2 separate regions of the Oryctolagus cuniculus genome follow, and region 2 is linked to region 1. Evidence: chromatin contacts called from public Micro-C data. All regions are on one chromosome and are shown on one strand. The core of a region is the stretch at or near the end of the contact, and the rest is flanking DNA. Distances in the headings are between cores, read along the strand shown.

What was found. A called contact is a pair of places that touch in the nucleus more often than the background predicts.
Region 2: a contact with region 1 is called in a Micro-C map of ear pinna, with 10 times the contacts expected there. The contact joins two enhancer-like sites. A contact is called at or near these places in 4 of 6 Hi-C or Micro-C datasets (ear pinna, psoas muscle, skin fibroblasts and 1 more).

The regions. Positions count from the first base shown.
Region 1 is chr14:4,813,439-4,820,965 of mOryCun1.1, forward strand. The region is part of intron 5 of SSBP2 (single stranded DNA binding protein 2); the gene reads right to left. Among named protein-coding and RNA genes, the nearest start is that of ACOT12, 96 kb to the left of the region's middle. Within about 2 kb of position 3,268, at least 1 of the 8 cell types and tissues checked has an H3K27ac peak or open chromatin away from gene starts, as enhancers often do.
Region 2 is chr14:5,408,619-5,416,145 of mOryCun1.1, forward strand. ATG10 (autophagy related 10) reads left to right here. Exons shown (of 7, transcript XM_070056382.1): 3 at 4,633-4,771. Among named protein-coding and RNA genes, the nearest start is that of RPS23, 120 kb to the right of the region's middle. Within about 2 kb of position 4,838, at least 3 of the 8 cell types and tissues checked have an H3K27ac peak or open chromatin away from gene starts, as enhancers often do.

The sequences.
Region 1 (7,527 bases), core at 2,018-4,517:
GTTTTAAAAATCAAGACCTAACTCCCGAATAAATACCAGCTCCCCAGAAACATGTCAAGGGGTCTCATCAAGGCACTTCTTGCTTTTCAGCTTCAACTGCTAGATTAAATAATTACTTTTATTTTATGCCTTAAGTCTTTCTCTCCTAAGAGATCAAGACTACCATGTTACTCGGAGCTTTGTTTTGTCCTGGTTGCTCTAGGAATGTCACTCCTATTGAGCCCTCTCTAGTCAGTAACAGCCTTGCAGAGGAGGAATGTCTCACTGTTTTCTCTCCTTGCTGCCTTATTGCCCTGTCAAAGCATTAGGTCAGCTGGCTACAGTGCAGTCTTGCTAAAAATAGAACCTGGGGAAAACAGAGCAGAGCCGGTGGCCATGCCCAGAGGCCACCACTAGATGGTGGGACAGTGTTACCATTTCAATGCTGCCATTCTGTCTGCAAACCTAATGCCGCTTGGAAACCTGATGCACCGGTATTTTCTGCTGTCCCAGAGTTTGGGATTCTGAGACACAGATGACCACCCTGGTCTGAAACTAAACTGCTTTGTAGACTTTGTCTCCAATATGTTTTTATGATCTTATGCATGTCGAAGCCTTAACATCTCAGCCCAACATCAACATGTCACCAGTTTACACCAGTGACCAGACTGAGTGCATCAAGGCAAAAATCCTAACAAAACACACGGCGAACAGGAACGGAAGTCTACGCAGAGTTTACAATTCGCTATTTACAAGTGCATGCCGCATTAGGCGTGGTTTCAGATTGTTAAATTAGTATCTATTAAGAGATTGCTTTGTGCTTTTATTTAAAAGATGTTAATGTGTTTACTCAGTGATAAGGCCTAATTTTCTTACCAAAAAAACAGCTTTCTAGCGGTAGAAAGGAGGGGAAAAAATGAAGCACTTTCATCCCTTCAGAACCCAGGAAGTGCCCACTGCATCGATGTCCTGCAAGGAATAGTCAATTCCTAAGAATTTTCCTTTGTTTAGTGTACATCACTAAAGAATTTTGATTGCTATATGCAAGTGGGAAGAAACTAATTGGTCTAAGGACTACTGCTGTTTCTTTCAATACAATTGTTGGAACCAAAGGCCTCTGCCCATGTATGAACACTACGAGAACAAATCAACAGCAGCCTGATGCTTTCAATATACAACTCAGATCTCTGGGGCTGGCCTTGTGGCACAGCAGCTAAGCCGCTGCCTGCAGTACAACATCCCATATAGGCGCCAGTTCAAGAGCCAACAGCTCCACTTCCAATCCACCTCCTTGCCAATGCACCTGGGAAACCAGCACCAGATGGCCCCAGGTGCTTGGGCCCCTTCACTCATGTGGGAAACTCAGATGAATCTCCTGGCTTCAAAATAAAAGAAAATTAATCTTTAAAAAGAATCTTCCAGGCCGGCGCCGCGGCTCACTAGGCTAATCCTCCGCCTAGCGGCGCCGGCACACCGGGTTCTAGTCCCGGTTGCCCCTCTTCCAGTCCAGCTCTCTGCTGTGGCCAGGGAGTGCAGTGGAGGATGGCCCAGGTGCTTGGGCCCTGCACCCCATGGGAGACCAGGAAAAGCACCTGGCTCCTGGCTCCTGCCATCAGATCAGCGCGGTGCGCCGGCCGCAGCGCGCCGGCCGCGGCGGCCATTGGAGGGTGAACCAACGGCAAAGGAAGACCTTTCTCTCTGTCTCTCTCTCTCACTGTCCACTCTGCCTGTCAAAAAAAAAAAAAAAAAAAAAAAAAAAAAAAAAAAAAAAAAAAAAAAAAAGAATCTTCCAGGGTCAGCGCTGTGGTGCAGTACGATAAGCTTCCGCCTGCGGTGCCAGCATCCCAAATGGACGCCAGTGTGTGTCCCGGCTGCTCCTCTTCCAGTCCAGCTCTCTGCTATGGCCTGGGAAAGCAGTAGAAGATGGCCCAAATGCTTGGGCCTCTGCACCTGCATGGGAGACCTGGAAGAAGCTCCTGGCTCCTTGTCTCTGTCTCTGATCGGCCCAGCTCTGATCATTGTGGCCGTTTGGGGAGTGAACTAGCAGTTGGAAGATCTTGCTCTCTGTCTCTCCCTCTATTTGTAACTCTACCTCTCAAATAAATTAATAATATCTTAAAAAAAAAAAAAACTTTCAATTTCTTAGCCTAAAAAGTGAAACTTCTGTGTACAGCTCTGGGTGAGCGACAGGAGATTTAGGGTACAGATTCACTTTTGGGGTCTTCCAACCAACGCACACTCTCACATCATGACACAGTACCAGCCAACCTGCACTGCCACACCACGGTGCCTTCAAGCATCGTACTCCCCGCATTCTGTTCTGCTGGAGCGGCCTGACACTGGCCAGACCCATGAGCACTTCGCTGTGTTCCCTGCACCCATCCCAAGCAGCCAGAGTCCCGGCTTAACCGAGCGGCTCTGAGTCCCCCACCAGGCGCGTGGCAGGGGCCGCTCTTCTCTGAGCAGGCATGGAGTCCCTCACACACACCACTCCTTTAGATAAAGCCATGGCTGAGTCATATTTAAATGGTTTACTTTCACTAAACCGATACTTTCTTTTGCATGTCCAACTAGACGACTGGTTTGGACTTAATCGGTCTCCTACAGCTACTGAAGCTCTTTCATCTCAATAAAACCATCAACGTTTAAGTAGGAACAATGCCACAAATAGACACTAAAGATGGCCTTCCAGAGTGAACTGGTGCCACATATAAAATATTAATCACAAGTGTTTACCTTAGAGTTCCAGTTAATTGCTATTGAAACACAACTGTTAGGAATTTACAAGCTCAGAGTTTGTAATGCACTGAAGTCCAGGGTATGGGAAATATTCTTCCGTTACAGTGGAAAACAGGGGCTGCTGGGCAGGGTACTGGGAACAAGAGGGGCGTGTGTGCCCCTTTAGGGGAGCTCCTGCACCATCTTTTGCAGTGAGAGCCCAGAGTATGCAGAGTTCAGAACTAGAGCAGCTCATTCTCGAAGGGCCATCTATAAATTCTTTGCTTTTATCTGCTCATTTAATCTGACAGGCTCAATCCTTTTCTGGCTTGGCCCCATCCCAGCTTCTCCTAAGGAGCCTTGCCTTTCCTCACGCAGAACATAAACACATGCTCACACCCTCCCCAAAGGTCAAGGGCAACAGGAGGCCACCGCCCTGCAGCAGTTACTGGCTGTCCTGAAGCCGAGGCTGGGGGAACTGCTGAGGTCTCATCCCCCAGTGGCCTCTCCATCCCGGCCAGCCTGGGAATCTGCTCACTCGCACAAGTCCCAGGCAGCCCCTCCCCAGGGACTCTCAGTCTCCCTTGCCTGGCCCTGGACTAACCATCAGGACTGTGCCTGACCTTGGTGCTACAGTGTACGAACGCTGACACAGGACAGCACCACCATTCCCCGGATCTGCATTACTCCTGGAAGCCAATGTCTCTTTGAACTGGATTGGAAGCTGCTGTTCTCCTGGCAGACAGCTACTCTCTGTTAACATGCTTTATGCCAGAACCACACGGATGGACTGTCCAGCCACTGCAGGAAGCCCAGGCTGAAATGCAGGAAGCCATCCATCACTACATCACCAAGGGGAAGACAATATTATCATAGTTCGTTTTTTAAGTTTTACAGTTTGAGTGTTTCAGTATTTCCAAGAAGCATTTTTAGAGAAGCTGGACATACCTAAATGGTGAACGGCAGGAAAAGGTATTTGGGATGAGATAAAATAGTCTGCTTGTGTAAAAAGGACATGGCAAGGCTTAAACATATTCCAAACCTTTTCAAACCTCCGGTCTCTCCTGATGTGTGTAAAGACACCAAAGTTTCCAGAGACCCAAAGTAGGAACCTCAGCCCGACCTTGATTGTTCTGCTCCTTGTCTTCTGCCACCAGTCTGGTGGATTCCACACGGCTTCTCACACACCACTGTGAACTTTCTTCCTTTCTAACCTAGAGATCTGACCTTGACCAAGCAACAGCCAATCTGCTGACACCCCTGCATCCAGTCTCTGTCCTTTTTTTTTTTTTTTTTTTTTTTTTAAGATTTATTTAGTTCTTTGAAAGGTAGAGTTACAGAGAGGCAGAGGCAGAGAGAGAGGTCTTCCATCCTCTGGTTCACTCCCCAGATGGCCACAATGGCTGGAGCTGAGCGGATCTGAAGTCAGGAGCTAGGAGCTTCTTCTAGCTTTCCCATGTAGGTGCAGGCACCCAAGGACTTAGGCCACCTTCTACTGCTTTCTCAGGCGATAGTAGGGAGCTGGATTGGAAGTGGAGCAGCCAGGACTTGAACCGGCGCCTGTATGGTATGCTGACACTGCAGGTTATACCACCTATATATACCCTGTATATAACAGGTATACCCATTATACCACAGCGCCAGCCCCTGTTCATCTTTTAAATGTCAGTGACTTGTGGTTCTGGGGTTCACCCTCTTACCTGCTCAGGCTGCATTTCCCCCTGGGTAATTTAGATGTAACGATGATGTGATGATGCCCTTGCAATTTTCAGCTCTAGTCTAGGTCACCACCTTCGGCTGCACATGTGCAGGTCCAGCAGCCTAACAGACACCTTTAAGTGGGGGTTGCACAGAGCCTCACAGCCCCAATTTTGCAGTCTCTAGCTCAGAAAATGATACTTCCATCTGCCCAGATTAGAACAGAAATCAGGATATTATCCTTGAATTCTTTTATTCACGCCTTGCCCATTTGTTTCTCTCTCCACAATCTGTTCACATCACTCTACACCCACTGCCACTGTCATTACCTCATTACCTCTCCCTGCACTACTGTAGCCACCACCAACGGTCTCCCTACTTCGAGGCCTGTCCTTCTGCAGCCCTGACTGCGCACTGCAGCTAGTGTGAGGGTCTTTTTTCTTTTCTTTTTTTTTTTTATTTATTTGACAGATAGAGTTGGACAGTGAGAGACAGACAGAGAGAAAGATCTTCCTTCCATTGGTGCACTCCCTAAATGGCTGCTATGGCTGGTGCTGCGCCGATCCGAAGCCAGGAGCCAGGTGCTTCTCCTGGTCTCCCATGCGGGTGCAGGGCCCAAGCACTTGGGCCATCCTCCACTGCACCCCCGGGCCACAGCAGAGAGCTGGACTGGAAGAGAAGCAACCAGGACTAGAACCCGGTGCCCATATGGGATGTCGGCGCCACAGGTGGAGGATTAATCAAGTGAGCCACAGCAACGGCCCTGAGGGTCTTTTTTCTAAAAAATGCAAATATGGGGCCTGTGCTGTGGCACTGGCATTCATATGGGTGCCGGCTGGAGTCCCAGCTGCTCCTCTTCCAATCCAGCTCTCAGCTAATAGCCTGGGAAAGCAACAGAGCAAGTGCTTGGGGCCCTGCACCCATGTGGGAGATCTGGAAGAAACTCCTGGCTCCTGGCTTCTGCCTGGCCCAGCCCTGGTCATTGCTGCCATTTGGGGAATAAGCCAGCGGATGGAAGAGCTCTCTCTCTCTCTCTCTCCCCTCCTCTCTCTGTAACTCTTTCAAATAAATAAATGTGTAAAAAAAGAAAATATGAACATGTCTCTCTCCTACTTAAACCCTTCAACAGCTGATACTGCCCTCAAGATCAAGTTCTAACTCTTGACTAACCTACAAATCCCCCTAAGGTCCCTCTCCAGCTCATCACCAACTGCCCCACCCCATCCCTTTAGCTACGTAGGCTGTTTCCCCTCTTCCTAGAATCCTCTCCCTACCTCCTCACCTCCTTTGCCACCGCCCTAATTCATCTCTAGATGACAACTAGGATTTCACTTACTATTTCAATAATATCCCGACTTTGCCTTCCCCAGCACTGGGTGTGGCGGCCTTCGGATTTGCTTTAAGAGCTTCCTCCACTCACTGATATGGAGTATCTTCCCGCTTCATGTTCAGTACTCCAGCCTGCCCTGCCCTCCACCTTCGGACGCTGTACTCTCAACACCTGTGCAGAGGTCACTTGGCTGCCGCTTTGCTTCTGTGTATACCATTCCCACTTTCCTGATGGCCCTGCTTTCGCCTGCCTTGCTGGACAGCTTCTCCAAACCAGGCAGACTCAGCAGCTCTCTTCTGGGTCATCTCAGAACTTCACATTTCACCCTGTCGCATATCTTGCTGTATTATGGTTACTTGCTTTGAAATAGCATCTTACCAGCTAAACGGTGAACTTCAAAAAGGTACCTAGTATATCAGCTTGTTTTTAGATATCTACCACAGTGCTAGGCATCCAGCAGAACTCAAATATTTATCACCATTAACTGTTTCAACTATTCTTACCAAGATGTTGAGACAGCAGACATGGAAGGAGAGAAGGTTCACCCTACAACATGTGGAGATGAAAAGGTAGGGTTTAGGGGCTGGTGGTGTAGCGTAGCATAAGCCGCCACCTGCAACACTGGCGGGATATCCCATATGAATGCCGATTTGAGTCTTGGCTGCCCCACTTCCAATCTACTCCCTACTAATGCACCTGGGAAAGCAGCAAAAGGTGGCCCAAGTACTCGGGTCCCTGCACAAATGTGGGAGACCAAGCCTGGCTGTTGTAGTCTTTGCAGAGTAAACCAGTGGATGAATGATCTCTCTCTTCATCTCTGTCTCCCACTCTCTCTGTAACTCTACTTTTCAAATCAATCAATCAGTTTTTAAAAAACCATGAGTTCAGATACCTTGACCTATCTATAGGATAAAAGAATTTGGTTTCCTCCCAACCTACTTCTTTAAAAAGTGCCTGTAGACAGCTTCTACTAACTCTCAAATGAACGCTGTTGATTAACTCCCTGATTCCACCCATCTCTGGCAAGAGAATTAAAAGTGTGTGGGAAAAGTAAAATGAGCTGAAGACACAGCATGAATAATAATCAGCTATGAATTCTAAAAGGCAAATTTCATGGTCAAAGTCCAGATTGCCTTGATTTGAACCCAGCCCTGCCACTTTCTGGCTCTGGGCAAACTACTTCTGTACCGGCTTCCACCGCACAGCGAGAAGGGTGTGATGTGCACGTTACCCTGAGGGGTGCTGTGACGACGAAGCGTTTTTACCCACAGTGCGCTGAGAAGGAAGCAATGACACAGCAAATACTTACTGTTCGCTTTCGTTATCTGACATGGTGAGTCCCCGAGACAGAATGTCAACTCTGAGGAGATCTCTGATTATTCTAGAACACTTAACATCAGCACAGACTAGCTGAGCAAATAAGCTTGTCTCAAAGACTAGAACGTGTCCAAGGCTCTAGTTAAGACTGTTTAATTCACTGGGTGAACTCTGGTAAATTACTTATAATTTTATTTTTCCATTTTTATAAGTACATAGGTCTGTCCTGCAATGACAAATGGATTGCCTAACAAATGACTGCAAAGGATTTTAAATATATAAAACTAAAGTGACAAATAAGCTTATAAATACCAGATGTAATGAATTAACCATACAGCGTTATTCCTGTAATGCCTTACAACTCCAGTTATTAACTCTTAGCATTCTTAGTTTTCTCAAAAAAAGTTATAAAGGTAAGTATGTATTAAGAATACATTTCATAATCTATATTGGATTGAGTTAGAAAACGGTCAGATTTAAGACAC
Region 2 (7,527 bases), core at 3,588-6,087, 600 kb after region 1:
CAGGCTGGGATTTTAACGTGCTGAGCCACAGTGCATTTTTTAATTGAAATTTTTGAGATAGCTACAGGTTAACATCTGGTAACATGAAATAATCAGAAAGACCCCATGTACCCTTTATCCAGTTTCTCCAGTGGTAACCTCTTGAAACCAGGGTATAATGATGTTGATACGATATGCTGATATTATTCAGATTTCCCCTCTTTGACTTGTACTCGGGTATGTATTTGGTTCTGTACAATTCAGTCTCTTGTGTGGGTTTGAATATGCACCACCACAGCCAAAATACAGAACAGTCCTGTCACCACCAAGAGTTCTCATGTTGCCCTTTTACAAATGGACCAACACTACGCAACACTAATCTACAGCTACCTAGTACTAACCTGTTTTCTGTGCCTTATTTTGGAAATCTTATCATTTCAAAGCTGTCGTGTAAATAGAATTGTATGCAACCTTTGGGAATGACTTTTAGCACTTAGCATAATTCCTCCCATCTAGGTGGTATTGTAACAGACTCCATAGAAACATCTGCAGGCTGAAATAGAAAATATTGCTTTCTAAGGTTCTCAGCTCTCTACTAAAGTCTCTGGACGTTCCAAAACTGTCTGGTACTTTTAACTGGAAAAGGAAGCAGAAATCTGTGGGAGTCTGATTTCCACATTGCAAGGGGAACGTTTGCGTGGGTATCGTAAAGGTGACTTTGAACGATGGGAAGATCTCAGCAGACACAAGCCGGGGATTCATACTCACGTAATCCACGTGAAGGCTGCAAAAATGCCTTTCTGCACCGGCGGCTGCCTAGCATAAGACTGGGTGTCGCAGGAGCAGTCCCATTTACAGGAGAAGTACTCCTGCCCTTCAGATCCCACATCCCACAGAGGTACTCAGCTGTCAGTGGAAGCAGTGACTGGACTGCTTTCTCTCTCTCCCTCCATCCCCCCCCTCCCTCCTCCTCCCTCTCCCCCACCTCATTTATTTTATTTGAAAGAGTTAGAGAAGGAGAGGCAGAGAGAGACAAGTCTTCTACCAACTAGTTGGCTCCCCAATTGGCCACGATGGCCAGAGCTGCGCTTTCCAAAGCCAGGAGCCAGGAGCTTCCTCTGGGTCTTCCCACAAGGTTGCAGGGGCCCAAGGACTTGGGCCATCTTCTACTGCTTTCCCAGGCCACAGCAGAGAGCTGGATTAGAAGTAGAGTAGCTGGGACTTGAACTGGCGCCCATATGGGATGCTGGCACCGCAGGCGGCAGCTTTACTCGCTATGCCACAGCGCCAGCCCCTAGCAAACTCTTGAAGAAGCTTGGTCTGCCCTCCTCCCCTACTTTTGAGCCTCCTGACTACTTCAGAGTCTGGATCCATGCTTAGTTGAACACCAGTTACAAGTCTGTGGTGTCAACCTCTGCACATTCTTGGGTTTTTAATTTGAGTTTGTGTGGAAAACATTCTTTGCAAAAAATCATATTCTCCCTGGCAAGACTGGGTCTCAATTTTCTGCAGAAATTGGTGACCCAGTTCCTTAGATTCAGTATGCACTTAAGAACTGCACAGTGGGCCAGCGTCGCGGCTCACTTGGCTAATCCTCCACCTGTGGTGCCGGCACACCGGGTTCTAGTCCCAGTTGGGGCAATGGATTCTGTCCCGGTTGCTCCTCTTCCAGGCCAGCTCTCTGCTGTGGCCCGGGAAGGCGGTGGAGGATGGCCCAAGTGCTTGGGTCCTGCACCCGCGTGTGAGACCTGGAGGAACCACCTGGCTCCTGGCTTCATATCAGTGCAGCGCGCCAGCCATGGCAGCCATTTGGGGGGTGAACCAACGGAAAAAGGAAGACCTTTCTCGGTCGCTCTCTCTCACTGTCTAACTCTGCCTGTCAAAAAAAAAAAAAAAAAAAAAAAAAGAACTGCACAGTGATGGTCCAAGAAGAGAAACAGCCCAATAGAGAATAAACACATATCCCTAATTTATGGTAATAATAACTTTTAAAATCAATGGGGAAAAGATGGACCATTAGAAATCATCTAGGAAAAATTCCTACATCACACTGTACACAAAAACAAGATTCAAATGAATTAATGATCTAAGTGTTAATTTAAAAACATGTTTCGGTGTATAATAAGGGAATTTAACATTTTATACTATTAAAAATGTGTTCATTTGTTTGAAAGAGTGACAGATAGAAAGATGGAGATCTTCCATCTCTGGGTCACTCCTCAAACACCTGCAAAAGGTGCAGCTGGGCCAGGCCAAAGTTGGGAGCCTAGTGGAGACAGAACTTGAACCCAGGCACTCAGATACGTCCTGTGGGTATCCCGAGTGAACTCTTAATCACTATTCCAAATGCCTACCTCCGTCTCTTGCATTTAAAATGCACATATCCTTTGGTACAGTGGTTCTGCCTTTAGGCAGCTGTGCCATAGAAAAATAGAATTGAGTGTATGCAAGGGTGTGTTAAGAGATCCATTGCAGGATGATTTGTAGTAGCAGGAAATTATAATCAACCAAGAATATCTAGCCATTTGGGAATGTGATCAAAAGATGACAGCCGAGTCACACAGTGGGATAATATAGTGAAGACCCTAACAGAGGGGGCTCCCTGGGGTGGGATGGCCTGAAGGGAGCTTCAACAAGCTCATGGAAAATGCAAACTATCAAAAAACTACACATGGATTTCAGAGAAGCTTTTTGTACCAAATAAACTTATCTTTTTTTTTTTTTTTTTTTTGACAGGCAGAGTTAGACAGTGAGAGAGAGAGAGAGAGAGAGAAAGGTCTTCCTTTGCCGTTGGTTCACCCTCCAATGGCCGCCGCGGCCAGCGCGCTGCGGCCGGCGCGCCGCGCTTATCCGAAGCCAGGAGCCAGGTGCTTCTCCTGGTCTCCCATGGGGTGCAGGGCCCAAGCACCTGGGCCATCCTCCACTGCACTCCCGGGCCATAGCAGAGAGCTGGACTGGAAGAGGGGCAACCGGGACAGAATCCAGCACCCCGACCGGGACTAGAACCCGGTGTGCCGGCGCCGCAGGCAGAGGATTAGCCTAGTGAGCCACGGCGCCGGCCATAAGCTTATCTTTTAATTCCATTTTCCCCCAAACATTTTGAAGTCCCTTCATGTTTTGTATGATTTAATGCAAGCAGGGGAGCATGAGGAGGAGGTGTGTATGTGTATGTATATGTTTGCGTGCCAGAAAATATAAAAGTCTGGAAAAGTAAACACTGGTCTGTTAAAAATAGCTACAAATCTGAGGGAGAGGATGCTGGGACTGAGGGGAGCATCTCAGTTTCTATTCTGTGTACTTGTGCCGTGTTTGTAATTCTGTTTTTTATCACCAAGATATAATTATTTTATAATGTTAAGAAAGAAAAATTAAATGCTAAGTAATGTAATTGTTGACTAAAAGGAAAGATTCAGTTAAAAGAGCTGCTTAACAATATATGGACTCATATCTATTGAAAAACAGAGAAAGTCTTTCTTTCTGTCTTATCGATTTTCTGTATCTGGAATATTTATTCCAGTGACTTCTTCCTGGTTATTTAATTCATTGTGTTTAATTGATAGTCCTTACTGGGGCTGAGTGACAGTATTTTGGTTAATATTTGCAGTCATGATTGGTCCACTGAACTATCTCCCCAGAGGACTGGCTGTGAGTGGGGAATCAGTACAGACAGAGATGTGGATCTGGGTCTTAGCTTATTTCCATTGGAAGCCTTGCTTCTTATGGAGGAAGTTGGAAGTTTTTCCAGTGTTCTTCTTGATTCTTTGCTGTCATCATTACTGTTTTGAGGTAGAAATGAACCAAACCAACCTGCTTAATTCCTTCTGCTAATTCGATGCCAAAGGAAATTGTTCAATGCATATAAATTCGTGAATGTGGATGGAACCAGACTGTGACTCAGTGTGTCCAAGTGCTCTGAACACTGAGCTGCAGGCATGAGCAGCCCTCCCCACACACAGAAAAGTCAACCATGAAGAAGGATTAGGTGAGAAGTGATGGGACTATCACCATCTCTGCTTATAAAACCCTGTTTAACTTGACGTTGATATTTGCCATCTACTTTTGCAATAACTCAGAATTTATTGTGGAAATGTACCAGAGAAAACAGAAGCTTCTCCGGGTTTGAAATAACCTAACAAACTCAACCTTTTGCAGAATGGCTTTCTTATTCAAAATGGAAGTGGGAATTGTTCCGCACACAATGAATCATCTCTTGGCAAGTACAATAGAATCTTTAGGGACGTTTCACAGGCTCTTGTTCAACTGTTAGGATGTTTTTAGCTTTCCCAGGTAGGGGAGGAGGTAGCATGCACAGCCATCATCTTGTTGCTAAAATTGTACAGTAAAGATTTTTCAGAGTTGCTGTTGCAATAGATCTTTTTGCTTTTCTTCCCCCTTCCTGTTTCTCTGGCCAGAGCTGCTTTGTCTTCTCAAAAACAATCTGGAATTACTTAATGCTAATGTTTTCTGGTTTTAGTATTTACCCAAGACTCAAATGTTAAACATTAATATGGGAAACTCCCTTTTCCTTACCTCATAGCCCAGTATTTATTTAACTGTTACTTTGCAAGAAGAAAATATAATTTTCCCATCTCTGAGTTAGTACATTTTTGGCTGAAAAAAAAAAAAAACCATTTTGATTTTGCTTTTTTCCAGGAAGCTGCGGAGCTGGCCTTGGACGATGCCGAAGCTGCCGAGGTGCCAGCAGTGTCGCCGGTGATACGATACGAGTATCACGTCTTATATTCCTGTAGCTTCCAAGTGCCTGTGCTGTACTTCAGGGCGAGCTTTTTAGGTAAGACCGCGTCTGAAAGCTCAGTCAGTTCATCACATCGACACAGAAGGCAGAATGCATATTTGGAAAAATATTCTCGAGAGAGAGAGAGAAAGTGAGTTAGAATACGGAAACTGTGGGTGAGGGAAGGCTTTTCCCAGTAAATTTTCTTGTGCTGCGTCAAGGGGATCAAGACTGAGCGTGAGCAGTGTCCCCCAGGCTGCAGTCTGCCCGTGAGCCCTGGCCTACTGCCTGCAGCCAACTGGGCCCCCAAGCCCTTTCGCCCCTCCACACTGAGACAAGTAGAGACAACTTAAAGCTGCACTGGGTATTTGCTTCAGACTTACCAGTAAGAAGTCCCTTCAATCTCCAGTGACCCCATTAACTCAGGAGCCCCCACGCTTCCTTCCCCAAAAGCTAATAATTATTTCAAGAAATGTTTATCAGGGAGCTTAAGCAATGTGTAAAAATAGCGCTAACGTCTCCCCTGGCCACCTATACATTGCGGCCGCCTCAGCTTCGTGCCGTGCGGTTCCTCAGCTCATCCCCCTGCCAGGAAGCTGGAACGCCCTGTCTCCTTGGAGGCCATGGCCCATGCTGCTCATTTCATCAGCAGCCGCCCAGCGTCCTCGCCCTCCCACACACTGTCCACTGCCTGAACTGGGTCAACCCCGAGGCACGCTGGGCTCGGCATGGTGGCCAGGCGGAGCCCCCTGGCCAGCCCACCCCCTGGCCCCTGTGGCTTTCTCAGCAGCACTCTGCATTTGGAACAGCCTTCTAACTTTTTCTAAGACATCTGAGTTTAGCCAATGATATTTTATTTTTAATTAAAAAGTAGCTTAAGCTGCTTCCAATGTGTGTTTGGTAGATTTAATCACTTGCTGCCTTATATTGTTTAATGGTCTCTAATTTTGCAGCACTGGTGGTTTAACAAGCACTTAGAATCTAAAACACAAGAACAAATTCTCATAGACTCCCTAGTGAGAAGATTTTAATCTGAGGTGCAGTTCCTAAGAACTGACAATGTGGGGAATTGAGGACACTGATCGGTCCCTAATTCACAGACTCCTGTTGCAGATTTGTCTCTGTGACTATTAGAAGGCTTTACAACACCCACTTTCTCGTGCTTCTGTTTGGAGCGGAACCCAGAGATTAAAGGGGGTTTCTTGTCAGAAAGCTGCGCCCTACTCAAAAGGAGGAGATAATTCCTTCCCCTGTGGGAGGAGAGTGGTCTTGCTGGGTTCTGGTTTGCAGTGGCTCCACCTAGTACCTCCTCCATCCAAAGAAGAGTCGAGGCTGCAGGTAGAGACGCCAGGAGACGACTTCCTCCACACTGCACTTCCTACAATTAGTATTCACCAGAAGCAGTTAATCACCAGAGAAGAGCTCCCAGAGACAAAACAAGTTGTTGAGCTTGTCAGCGTCGTGGACTCGGAGGTGCTGCAACACGACTGCTTCTGGCTGGAAGCGGGGCTTGCTGAGGCTGGCGGATGAGCTCATGCGTGTGCTGGGCTCTCGTGTGCCAACAGCGCCCCTCTCAGGTCAACACGGCAACCGTTCCCTCCAGTCCAGTGGCGTGAATGACACGCGTGCCCTGCAGAAGAGCCTTTCTTCATGACGACTTTCCATTCCTTCCAGTGGACACACACAACAGGCGCTCTTGGAATCTGTTTACAGACGTGTAGGATGCCCTCCACTGATGTCTAATAAAAGAAAGCCGAAGCAAGTCATTTATTTCATGTGGAAGCATGCCTTATCCTATCCCCCCAGCTCTGTGTTGTAGAGAATGATGGGCATTAGGAATTTTTAAATCCATTTACTGCTTATTCAGGTACATTGAGATATCAAATTTAATTTTTGCGAAGTATACTGAATGTTTTCTTGTAGAGAAACATGAAAAATGGTTCATTTCCTTTGTCGTGTCTGATGATTTCTTACTTCTCTTCTACCTAACCTAAACTCGTGGGTGCTGGGCAGATGCACCGCCCTTTATTCTGGAGTCGTGGTTTTACATTTATCCCCTCCGTCCTCCCCCTCTGACGTCCACTTTCCCTGGTGCTCATCTTTTGGTCCCACACATCTGTCAGGGTGCTGAGTGGATTCCTAGCGTCTTTCTCTTATTCCAGGTCCAGATTTTTCTTTGTCTCATTTTAAGAGAGTACCGACCTAAAAAGAAGATGACTGCAAAATTTCTCGCCCAAGGGTCTTTTTTTGTTGCTTCAAAAATAGTTCACTTAGCCTTGTTTTTGGCAGATATTTAGAATTTCTCTTGCATTTGATGGTTCATAGAAATTAATTTCTTTGCTTTGTCCCCAATTTTTTCTTCCTGTACCTGCTTATTTTTTTTAAATAAGCAAAGCAAAGCAAGTAGTGGGTAATTCCCATTTAAATTAACATGATCCTTTCTCTTATTAATGAGTTGAGGTTTCAGAAAATCTGTATTCTGTTTTTCGAAATGCAAATCCATTAGACTGTGATTTCCTCTTATTCCTCTTTGTGGTCCATTGTCCACCAGGCCAGCTCCTGCCGAGACTCCGCTGACAGCATACCCACTCTTGTCGCTCCCGTGTAGGGTTGTGTATCCCATCACATCATATGGTCTATTATTTCACATGATGTAGTCCATTATATCACAAGTCGTACCATAAGAGAATTCTTTTCTTGTGCTTTGTCAGATGGTGAGCTGGACAGTAGTGCTTTGAGACCAGAAAGGAGTAGAGGACATTAATACTGCGTGCCCACAGCGAGAAACCTGACTGGTGGTCTCGTGCATGTGT